3 separate regions of the Mus musculus genome follow, and all the other regions are linked to region 3. The links are chromatin contacts, called in public HiChIP or PLAC-seq and promoter capture Hi-C maps. All regions are on one chromosome and are shown on one strand. Each heading gives the region's core, a stretch centred on a gene start, on an enhancer-like site or on the middle of the called end of the contact. The rest is flanking DNA. Distances are from core to core; before and after follow the strand shown. Region 1 overlaps Mtf2 (metal response element binding transcription factor 2). Region 2 holds the start of Evi5 (ecotropic viral integration site 5). Region 3 holds the start of Dipk1a (divergent protein kinase domain 1A).

What was found. HiChIP or PLAC-seq counts read pairs in DNA pulled down with a chosen protein or histone mark. Capture Hi-C pulls out chosen DNA fragments and counts their contacts.
Region 1: an H3K4me3 HiChIP or PLAC-seq map of embryonic stem cells shows a contact between it and region 3, with 18 read pairs. The contact joins the enhancer-like site here to the promoter of Dipk1a in region 3. A contact is called at or near these places in 4 of 115 datasets of contacts at active chromatin or transcription factors (the SCID.adh cell line, bone marrow-derived macrophages and embryonic stem cells) and 3 of 9 other capture datasets (adipose tissue, liver and pancreatic islet).
Region 2: a contact with region 3 is called in a promoter capture Hi-C map of adipose tissue. The contact joins the promoter of Evi5 here to the promoter of Dipk1a in region 3. A contact is called at or near these places in 5 of 484 Hi-C or Micro-C datasets (the G1E-ER4 cell line, cerebral cortex, embryonic stem cells and 1 more), 4 of 115 datasets of contacts at active chromatin or transcription factors (embryonic stem cells, memory CD8 T cells and pancreatic cancer cells) and 3 of 9 other capture datasets (adipose tissue, liver and pancreatic islet).

What each region holds. Positions count from the first base shown.
Region 1 is chr5:108,095,493-108,099,283 of GRCm38.p6, forward strand. It overlaps Mtf2 (metal response element binding transcription factor 2), which reads left to right. Exons shown (of 15, transcript NM_013827.3): 10 at 3,627-3,694. Among named protein-coding and RNA genes, the nearest start is that of Mtf2, 32 kb to the left of the region's middle. Within about 2 kb of position 2,404, at least 12 of the 459 cell types and tissues checked have an H3K27ac peak or open chromatin away from gene starts, as enhancers often do. A contact at or near this core is called in embryonic stem cells, where this site is marked.
Region 2 is chr5:107,867,618-107,871,277 of GRCm38.p6, forward strand. Evi5 (ecotropic viral integration site 5) reads right to left here and starts at 1,431. Exons shown (of 20, transcript NM_001378824.1): 1 at 1,174-1,431.
Region 3 is chr5:107,984,982-107,989,076 of GRCm38.p6, forward strand. Dipk1a (divergent protein kinase domain 1A) reads right to left here and starts at 2,096. Exons shown (of 5, transcript NM_026062.4): 1 at 1,968-2,096. The coding sequence starts at 2,021.

The sequences.
Region 1 (3,791 bases), core at 1,154-3,653, 110 kb after region 3:
GGGGAGAATACCATGAGTTTTATTCCAGACTAGTCTATGTAGAGGGTTCTAGGCCACCCAGGGCTACATAGTGAATATTTGTCTCAAAGAATATAAAATAAAAATAAAGCCAGTTACTCAGAAGGCAATTGTGTAGGATCACAGGTTCAAAGCCAGCCTAAAATTGAGTGAGACACTCAGAGGTAAGCTGAATATGGTTGCAGACATCTATTGTCACAAGTTTGGGACTAACCAGGCTATAAAGCAAAACTTTTTCTTTCCCCACATTTAAAATAAATTATAGGGTCCTGCAGATGTGGCTTAGATGGTTCTTGCCGAGCATAATGAAGCGCTGGGTTAGTCCCTGACAGCAGCTAAGACCAGGCACATGCCTGTAATCTAGTACTTAGGAGATGGGTACAGAAAGATGAGAAGTTGAAGGTCAGCCTGGAATAAACAGTAAAAGGAGGACCTAGGATGTAGTTCAGTGCTAAAACACTTGTGTAGTGTATATGAGGCTCTTAGTTTAATCTTTAGTACTACAAAGCAGGGGTCGAGGGGGTGGAATATTTATAAAGTCTTGTTTCAGTTGCTGTTTTTCCCCAGACAGGGTCTCACTGTCTTATCTCTGGCTATCCCAGAACTCACTGTGTAGATCAGGCTGTGAGTTTTAACTCAGAGAGATCTACTTGTTTCTTCTGCCTGTCTCCCAAGTTCTGGGATTAAAAGTGTGTACCACTAAGCCCTGTTTTTCTCTTTTAAATTTAAGCATAATAATACAGATAGGGATTTTTGATTTGATTATTTATAACTCCTGATAAGACTTCAGATTTTGATGATAAGAGGGGAAGATCAGTCAGACAGTTTAAATGAAGTAATCACATGATGTGACATATTAGAAACTTGACCTTGGTTTCAAACTTCAGTTATTTCAGAATTGTCTTATAAAATGGAAGAGAAGAGTTTGAGAGCTTTCCCTCAAGTATAATGCTCATGAAGTGGGGTTCAGTAAATGATTTAGCTTTTACTACTAGTATTAAGCAGTGATGATAACTGGATCTCTTCTGAAAAGATTGTAGTCTTTTTTTTTTTTAAATATAAACACTTCATGAACTTGAGTGTCATGCTAATTTTATCTTTATTGGTCCAATTTTAGTGTATGTGCTGTTGAAGTGAGCACAAGATTGTAGTCTTGATAAAAGATTAAGTCAGATCTAGGGCTTCCTTATTTTCTTGCAAACTTCAAAATCTGCTTATTCTTCCTTAAATAGAAATTCTTCCATTCTTATTCTTTTTTAAAAAGGAGTTCTGTGTCTGAGCGTGTACTTTTGAGGGTTGAATGTGTGCTGCTTTTTGTTATTTTTAAAAGATTTATTTATTTTATGTATTTGAGTACACTGCTGTTGTCTTCAGACACACTGGAAGAGGGCCTTAGATCCCATTACAGAGGTTGTGAGCCACCATGTGGTTCCTAGGAATTGAACTCAGGACCTCCAAAAGCAGCCAGTGCTTTTAACTGCTGAGCCATCTCTCCAGCCCCTTTGTTATTTCTCTCTATGTATCTCTGGCATCTTGAAACTTACTGTGTAGACCCGACAAGCCTCCCAAGTGCTGGAATTAAACGCAAGTGCCACCAAGCCCTGCAAGCATGTGCTTTTGATGTGTGAGGCCCTCAAAACTCCTTCTAAAACTCTGTTATGGGTATCTAAGATTAGGAGGACAATCTGATAGTGACAAGCATAATTGGCCTAGTACAGTTAGTACTAGCACCAAAGTGCTGATAGAATATCCACCTGAGTTTAGGTTCTGGTGTTCTTTCTAATCAGGAGAATTTGAGCAGTCCATTTTACCTTTGTATGGCCTGTGTGCTATGAGGTGTTTGGCACTTAGGATGTCCACACAAGATTTGTCTTTTGAACCCTGAATTATACTTGGTTTATTCACACAAACATTCCATATAATATGCTAATATAAAAGTCTTCGACCAAGTAGCCAACAGCCAAGCAGGCTGTGCAGGCTTCCACTGGGTGTCCAGTAAGGAAGCTTTGCAGGCTTGAACCATGTCCACTGCATGTCTTCCTCTGAGGCAGGCTGGGAGAATGGCACTGGTAGAGGTCTTTGAGAACATTACCTAGCGTCTTGCACTGAGCGGTGGGCATGCGTGAGCTCAGCAATAGTGCCAGAAGTTCAGTGGTCACTTAACTTAGGCCCCACACAGGCCAGTCATAACGTCCTCTTGCTAAGGCAGAGGCTTGAGAAGCAACATCTCAGGAGCTTTGTAGTGCAGTTCTAGGGGCTGCTTTTAAAGTTCCAATTTTTTATTGTTCATTAGACTTTAGTTTTGTGCTTTCAGGGTTTACAGCGTGGGGTTGGTTCACTAGCATATCAATGCTACCTTAAGGTTAACTTGTTAGCATATCAAGGCTTGTCTTGGGCTTGACTTACTTACCTCTGAGTTGTCTCCTGACTGGTTCATTACGATATCAGAGTTTAGGGTGGGCTGGCTAGCTCCAATTTAGGCTGCCTGGTGGCAGACTCCTGTCTAGAAGACATTACACAAAGATTTCACTTATGTCCTACCTACTTTTCTATTAACTCATCTGTAGAACAGAGTTAGAATAATGACTTGTGAGCCTCTTCTATCTCCAACATTCTTTTTGGCAGATAGAGTTCTCTCTCACTTGATGTGTTCTTGGGTTTCGGAACTTCAACTAGTGAAGAACATATCTTGTGTCAGATTACATAGAGCTCTGTCTGACTGTCTATCTCAATCAATCAATCATCCAATCTGTGGGGCCAAATTTTAAACTTCTGTTTGTTTGGGTTTAGTGTTTTTGAGACAGGGTTTCTCTGTGTTACCCTAGCGGTCTTGGAACTCACTCTGTAGACAAGGGTAGCCTTGAACTCACAGAGATCCACCTGCCTTTGCCTCTCAAGTGCTGGGATCAAAGCTTTGTGCCACCACTGCTGAGTGAATATATAGATATTAGAAACAGTAGTTTTTGGGCTGAGCTGTGGTGGCTCCTGCTCCTTTTATCCCAGCACTTGGGAGGAAGAGGGAGGTGGATCTTTATGAGTCTGAGGCTAGTCTGGGCTCCAGAGTGAATTCCAGGATAGCCAGGGCACACAGAGCAACACTGTCTTGGAAAGCCAAAAGAAAAAAAACAGCCAAACAAAAGACCCAAAACTCTAGTGGTTTGTGAAGGTGAAAAGGTGCTGAGCTATTTGAGACCAACTAAAGTGTATAATTGAGAAAATAACCCTTCGAGTTTCACATTTTGTTGTTTTTGTTGTTGTAGAGATCTTGTGTAATATTATTAAAGTTACTATTTCCCTAAGTTATAGAGTTATACAAGTTGAATATAACTGCTAATGTCAGTTTTATAGTGTTTATAGTATGTAGTTCTACAAATACATTTATTTCATGTAATGAACTAATATGGGTATAAAATGTAAACTTTTCTTGTATCATAGAAAGTAAGTCTTGAAAGGTTCAGTGGCACTCGGTAGGTCATATAATAACTTAGTTAGGACCCAGAAAAAACAGATGTTAGGTCTTCTGAACACACATCCTGTAGCTCTGTCTAACACCTGTGTATTATTGAGTAAACTTAAAGTGTATTAAATTGTTTCTTGATACTTCACAGCTGGCAGACACACCCAAATCTGAAAGATATGAGCATGTTCTGGAGGCATTAAATGATTACAAGACCATGTAAGTGGATTTATTTTACATATCCCTCTAAGGGAGTTAGTAAGAGAAGAATAAGGGCATTAAGAATTGTGGGATTGGTGTAAGGAAGAAGTACATG
Region 2 (3,660 bases), core at 181-2,680, 120 kb before region 3:
ATTTCACAAAAGATTAATACAAAAATGACTAATATTTTTAAACTCATTCACCAGGCAAAATAAAGTCACACACTGATAAAGTACCACCATCCAAATCGCAGCATTTTTTGAAGATGGTAAGCATCGTAAGTATGGAATAACTAGAGTTCTCAACCGTCTTGAGAAGGCCCAACAGAACCTAATGCCAGAAATTTTTAAAAAATAATCAACCAGAAATAGTGGCAATATACTGCAAGGAGGTCGACGGCAGGAGTACGGGGACAGCCTGGGCTACATAGCAAAACTCTGACCCAGAAAGAAAACCAAACAAAAAAAAAACAGCAATTCCACTCCTCCGAGGTATATATCCCAACCTAGTAATTTGTTGGTTTGTGTTGGTTCACTTAAAAATCATTACCTGAAAACTTAAAATTGTGATCTTTCTACTCCAGATAGGCTTGAATAAATTTTCTAAGATTTCCTTGACACAAACTTCTCATAGAAGGTGAGCATTTTCTATCTTACAGGAAGCAAAGTTCTGGAACACTGAGAAATTATTACTAATAAAATTTAAAACACACACACCAAAAAAAAAAAAAAAAAAAAAAACACCGCGCAAAGATTAAAAACTACCAACAGACCATGTTTCTCTAACTTCAGGAAGCTCTGGAATTCATTCTCTCGGCGGAGAAAGGTTTATTATTCTCCAAAGAAAACCGCTTGTTGCTCTTCAAAATCCCCTCCAGCAGAAACGGGACTGCGAGGGAACCGGTCCAGAACTTTTGCTTCGCTCTTTGGTGAAAAGACCTAAGGTCGGAGTCACCAGCGCAGGCGCCACCACCGCAAGCCAACCCACCGGAAACCCGCGGTTAATCTCAGGCTAGCCCCGTTAGGCGATGGGCAACCGGGTGCACAGGAGCTCCGTGCGCCGTCGCTCTGCACACCTGGCTCGCCCATCACCTGCCGGCAGCCGCCGCAGGCCGAATGGAGACGCCAACTTTCCGAGCAGGGCGCGGCGGACCGCCGTGTCCTCGAGGACGGGCCCCGAGGCCGCCCGGGCCAGGCGAGAGCGGGGAACGCAGGCCCCGGCGGGCTCGCGCCGCAAACTCGGCGGCGGCCCGGGTGGGCGGCGCGGCCCTCGGCGGCGCCCGCGCCCTCCCTCGCCGCAGCCCGGCCTGGCGCGGCGCCCCTCACCTTGGAAACCTGGGGTGGACTCCGCCGTCAACATGAACTTCCCATGCAGCCGGCGGCCGTGCCGCCGCCGCCTCCAAGCGCCTCGGCCCGGCTCGGCCTCCGCGGCCGCGTTCCCCGCGTGACCCGGCGCACGCCTCCTGCTCAGGAACCCGGAGCTGCCCGCGACCCTCCACCGTACCGCCGACGACTCGGGAGAACCCCGCGCAGCCCCACGCCCGCCAGCTCCGCCCGGCTCTGGTCGGGCCGCTTCACGAAAGCCCAGGGCGCAGGCGCGGCGAGGGCCTTAAAGAGCCCCGGCCGGCCTCTACGGCATAATGGGTTCGAGCAGGTTAGGGCCCCGGCCGCGCTGGCGAAGCCGAAGCAGAAGCCGAAGGGATTGGACCGAGAGGAACGGAGGCGGGGAGATCCCTCTCGGTCCTCCGCCCCTCTTCCCAAGCGCCCAGCCCTCGGCCATGCAAACTGCTGACTTCCCAGTCTCTCGAGCCGCCCCTGGCCAGTCAGGGAAGCACAAGACACGCCCCCTCGGAGCCCCCCGGGCGAGCATCCGCGCAGGCCTGGGGCGCGCACAGCGACGCGCAGCTTTGCGAGGGCTGCCCGGAGTCTCACTCCCAAAAACATAATATTAATCAAATGGCACTCGCGGTGGTAAAACAGGTCTTCCACTAATCCTCTAGAATAAACCGTGGGTTTTTTCGGAGTCCGGCAGAGGGTGGGCAATTATCCAACACCAACCAAGAAATTCTTAGAAGGAAATTACTTAGTTTGGGACAAAAACAGCCTATTCATTTGGGTCCTGTCAAAGGAATTGCAGGCAACAAAAAAAAAAAATAATAAAGGCAATATAAATCATTTTTGTTATATACTTGAAAGTGACCAAAAGGATAGTAATTACCATCAAGCAGTCAGAAAAGCTCTAAAATTGTTTACTAATATGATACCACTGGCTTTTACATTTAGATTTGTAAGACCTGTCCAGAAAAAGTTCCACTATCACAAGCACTTCTAGAAAAGACTATTTTTCAACAAGATTAGGATAAGAAATGGGAAGTAAAACCATGTCCTCCACCCAGCTTTGAAATTTTCAAAATAGTCTGAGGCAATTTTTTTTTTTTTTGCATAACTTAGGTCGGGTTATTAATGGCAATGTAACAACTTCATTGTACCAGGCAGTCTTGGCGCATGCCTTTGATCCCTGCACTTGAGTGACAGAAGCAAGCAGATCTCAGAGTTCAGGGCCAACCTGGTCTACAGAGTTTCAGGAGAGCCAAGGCAACACCACCCTGACTCAAAAAACAAACAAAAAACTTCATCATAATTTAATGTATCTACCCCATAGCAAAAGAAAAAAAAGTATAATGTACCTTTCCAATTTATCTGCAAATTCTTTGCTTTTATCTGCTAAAGTTTCCTTGAATCTCTCTCATCTCCTTCATCAGCAACCACCTTAGTTAAAATTACCCTGACCTGCAGATAGTGTAAGGACACTGACCTAGCCTATTTTATCCACATCCCCTCCTACCCTTCTCCAAATCTCAAACCACAAGAAGAATTTTTGTTCAAATACTGTACCATGTGACCTTGTTGCTGTTCAGTATCCCATTCTTTTGGGGAAAAAAAAATTACCCTAACCAAGCCCTCCAGGGCCAGGCACCTTGCCTACCTCTCCAGCTCCCCTCTCTGCTCAGACCATGTTCATCCTCTCCTTTCTCCAGCCACAATGACCCTTTCCTCCCTCACAAGAGTTTTTGCAAACTTCTAATACCTGGGAAGTTTTCCTGGCCTCACCTTCTTACCTGGGCCTTAGTCTCTGGGTCTGAGAAATGCCTCTTGAAAACCCGCCTATGTTAGTCCTGTCAATCCCTTTCCAGGACACTGTAATTATAGGACTCTTGGGAATTTTTTAATCTCTCACTAACATCTGGCCCCATAAGGCCGGGAGCTTTGTCGTTTGAGGTTTGAGGAATTCGAGAATCATAGGTGCCTGATTCAAACGATGACGAATGGCACAAAGGTTACTGACATCACAGGTAAATGTCACACTTTGACATTTAGAGTCAGAACCTAAGAAGAGCGCTGGTTATTATTATAATAAAAATAGATTTCAAATTACTTTAGTGTCTGAAGATTCTTTGGGAAATGTCTAATTGCAGAGTGCTCAAACCTCCCCGTTAAGAAGGATAGAGAGAAAGATAGCCACAGATGCTCATTAAGCTATGAACAGTGAAAGAAGGACAGAAAGAAAGCCACGGGTGCTCAAGGAACGAAGAACACTGGAAGAAGGACTGAGAGAAAGATAGCCACGGACGCTCACGGAACGATGAACACTGGTTGTTCCAAACGTGCAAGGTAGGGAAACTAAGAGTGAAGCATTTCCAGAGATGGGAAAGATGATCTTTTTATGTATATTCAAAGGCTTAAAGTAGTATTCTTTTCACTTGAAAGTGTGTGAATGAACTATCAATTTGGAAATAAATGATACCAGGGTAT
Region 3 (4,095 bases), core at 846-3,345:
TAAGTTAATGCTAAGCATGATCTATGAAGAAGAAGAAGGAGGAGGAGGAGGAGGAAGAGGAGGAGGGGGAGGAGGAGGAGGAAGAGGAAGAGGAGGCGGCTACAGAGTTAGCTCAGTCTGTAAAGGTCTTGCTCTCCAAGCACTTGGCGTCCAGATTTGCACATCCTTGCAATCTCAGACCTGACTAAGTGGAGACAGGGGGATTCCTGGGACTCCCTGGCCTATTTGGAGATTTCGATGGGAGGAAGCTCCTGGGGAAAACACTGGACTCTCAACTGTGCCATTCATTCATACCCTTGCAATCACAAGCTCTTAAAAGCAAGAGGATCAGAAATTCAAGGTTATCCTTAGCTACCTCGAGAGTTCTAAGTCAATCTGTGTCACATGAGAACTTGTCCTTTAAATCTTAAGTTTACCTTTAAATTTTTTTGAGACAAAATTTCTCTATGTAGTCGTCACTAATCTCGAACTTGTTATGTAGACTATGCTGGCCTCAAACTCAGAGGCCTGATTCCCAAGTGCTGGTATTTAAATAGTTTAAACATTTTTAAAAATTAATAATCTTAATATTAGCCCACTAGCAAGCTTACCCTAATTTCATCATTGATAACGATGCAAATTCAGAAAAGTAAGAAACACACTAAGTGTTTGTCATTAATGTAAGCATAACTATTTGTAAAACTAATTTTGTTTGCGTGGTGTCGGGGATTGAATCCAGAACTCTTAATTTCTAACCTTAACCACATCAGAAAACCTTTGTACAGTTATAGCGCCAAAGATTGCATTCACATCTGTGGAAAACATTTAAAGCCAAAACTAAAGCCTAAAGCTCTACCAACTCCAAAAATTAATAATAGAAAGCTAAGTAGTTTAAGTTCAAAGATTTTAAACATGCCCAAATACTTTAACCTGGAGGGGTGGAATGCTAGACTAGGTTCTAATACTGGTACTCAAGGCACAACTATTTCTGGTGGCGCTGCTACAAACATTCAGTTTTACACCCTTAAAACCATGAGTTGTCAAGTCAGTCTCTCAATCTGGGTTTCTCTCGTTTCGATGTAATGACTTACACTTGCAAATTTCAAATTAAAATATAAGATTTATTTGGACAGTAACGGTTTCTCCTCAACTTTTTCTTTTTTTTCCATACTCATAAGAAGCACACCAACAACTGACCTAAATACACGTCCCATGTCGTCAGGCCTTTTAATGTAAGCAGTGTCCTCTAGAGACATATAACAATACTGCCAATGTGTGAGGCATTGATTTGTAGTTGTTTTTCCATCCGAGCTATGGATTTGTGCTCAGCTACTCACGACGTCTACTAGGTCCCCCTGGTGACCAAACAGTGCACCAAAGCAGCAGGAGGGTTCTAAAGCCTACTGACAGCGGAACAGAAAATCATGAAAAATTAACACGGCAACAGTACACACGACGTGACTGTGAATTGCGTTCGCACTGCTGGCGGGCTGAGTGAAGAGCCGTACAACGGTCACCATCCCCTTTTTGCAAAAGCATCGCCTCGATCGAGCTTGCCTACTCCTCCCTCCCATTTAAACCAGAGATGTGATGAGAACACCAAACCCAGGGGATCTGCACGAGGCACAGCTACTGGCTGGGACTTGGGGAACCACTGGTATGACAATCGGTCACGATTCTGTGGAGCATGGAGGAATGACACACCACCCTTTCCTACCCCAGACACAGAGTCAGGAATGGCAGGTCGAGGGGGGGCCCTTGGGGAAAGCGGGAGAGCACGCAGAGGAGGGACCGCGGCGCGTCCGGGGCCGGGACTCAGAGGGGCTCAGGGCTGGGGCGGCGCCCGAGGAGCGGGACCAGGGCTGGGAGGGCGCGCCGCCAGGTGCCGGTCCGCAGGAGGCGGCGGGGCGCGCACGGAGGGAGGACGGGGCGCTGAGTCCCGCGTGGCGCGGAGCGGAGGGCGCGTGGCGGGGCCGCGGCCGGCCTACCTGGAGGTAATGGGGTTTCCTCAGCCAGGCCCCCGCGCAGAGACTCCTCGCCATGGCACTCACATCGCCCCGCCGCGCCGCAGTCGGAGGCGGACCCGAGCGCGGCCGCCCGCCGGCCTCCCCGCCCCTGCCCCGCCGGCCCGCCCACGGCCCGCCCCCGGCGCGCGCTCCCCGGGGCCGCGCTGCGGCGAGGGCGGCGGGTAGCGGAGGCCGGCTCCGCGCGCAGAACCCCACCCCCACCGCCAGCCGCGGCGGTCGTCAAGGCGCGGGCGCGGGGCTCCGCCATAAAGGGGAGTCGAGCCTCGCGTCCGCCGACACAAATCCGCCTGCGCCTCCGTGCTTAAAGGGGAGGCGCGGACGGGGGAGGGGTACGGCCGAGGCGGGTGCGAGCAGCACGGGGGTGCGCAAAACGTGGGCTCCGTGGAGCGCCCACTTCACTGTGAGGCTTGCGGCTTCACGCGCGGAGTCCCGCCGTCCGCGCTCTGGACCTGTGCGAGCGGATTGCACGGAAATTCTGTGGATGCTTAGAGCTGCATCCTAGGCGACCAACTAACTCATAGATCCTCTCCAGGGAAAGGAGGCTCTCCGGAGACGCGACCACCGCTATCTAGGGGAGGAAGGGACTCCTTCCCGCTCAGTTCTGCGTGGCCTTCCAGACACTTCGCCTCTTTGCGTACCTTAAATTTAATGCAATTTTTTTCTTTTATTTCTTTTTCTTTCTTTTTTACCATTTCGACTTTTTGAAGTTTGCATTGTTTGCAAAACAGCCTCAGAGTTTTCTTGCCTCTACCACAGAATCATGATTCACACGTTAAATACATAATTAAATAAATAAATGCCGGATAAATACAGTGAAGGCAGGAGACCTTCTAGGATATAGCAGAGCAGCTCAGTTAAGGCTATACACCTCAAGGCGTTGCTTTCTTCTGTTGACACTGATGGCCAAATAAGGGAGAAGGGGCCACCCTGGGAGGAGTACAGCTATTGATCTGAGTGACTTCAATGCAGGGAGATGCAGGTCCTACTTCATTTTTTTCCCTTGCTATGCCGTACTTTATGTTTCTAGTGCTTTCAGTTTCTGGAAACAGGTCTTTAACCTGGATAATATTTTGTTACTCGCAAAGAAGTGCATGAGCCACTGACTTTCACTTTTAATTAAATGACTTCAGTAATTTCTAAAGTAAAAGTAAATATGAGCTGGGCATGGTGACTCATGCCTGTAATTCCAGCACTTGGCCAACCGGAGCTACTTAAGACAAAGACAGACAAAGGGAGGGAAGGAAGAAGGAGGAAAGGACGGATCCTACCGGTTTCCTTTAGTTGTTTTTTTGTTTTTTGTTTTTTTAAAGATTTATTTATTACTTATTATATGTAAGTACACTGTAGCTGTCTTCAGACACTTCAGAAGAGGGAGTCAGATCTCGTTACGGATGGTTGTGAGCCACCATGTGGTTGCTCAGATTTGAACTCCGGACCTTCGGAAGAGCAGTCGGGTGCTCTTACCTGCTGAGCCATCTCACCAGCCCTTTTTTTTTTTTTTTTTAAGATTTTATTATTTATATGTGTATGTCTGCCATATTTGTGTGATTGCTTATAAAAGCCAAAAGAGGGCATCAGAACACCTGGGGCTGGAATTTCAGTTGGTTTTAAGCTGCCCAACTTGGGTGCTGGGAACCAAACTCGAGTTCTCTGGAACAGCCAGAAGCCCTCTTAACCACGGAGCAATCTCTCCAGCTCTGCAATAAGTATTTTCTTAGCATCCAGACACTGTTCAAATTTTTTTGCTATGTACACAAAAAGACAAAGCAGGCAGAATTCCTAACTTTATGGATATTACATTTTGGAGATGAGAAGACAGGCAATAAATAATAAACACAATGACTATAGAGAAGTCTGGTAAGAGCCAGTTGTGGTGACATGCCCACAGTCATAGTACTTGGGAGGTGTAAACAGATCAGGAATTCAAGGACAGCCTCAGCCCAGCTCACCTGCACAATTTGGAAACCCTATCTCAAAATAAAATAAAATAAAATAAAATAAAATAAAATAAAATAAAATAAAATAAAACAAAACTGGTCAAGGCCAGGTGAGGTAGTAGCAAGCAGATATGTGTGAGTTCAAGACCTGC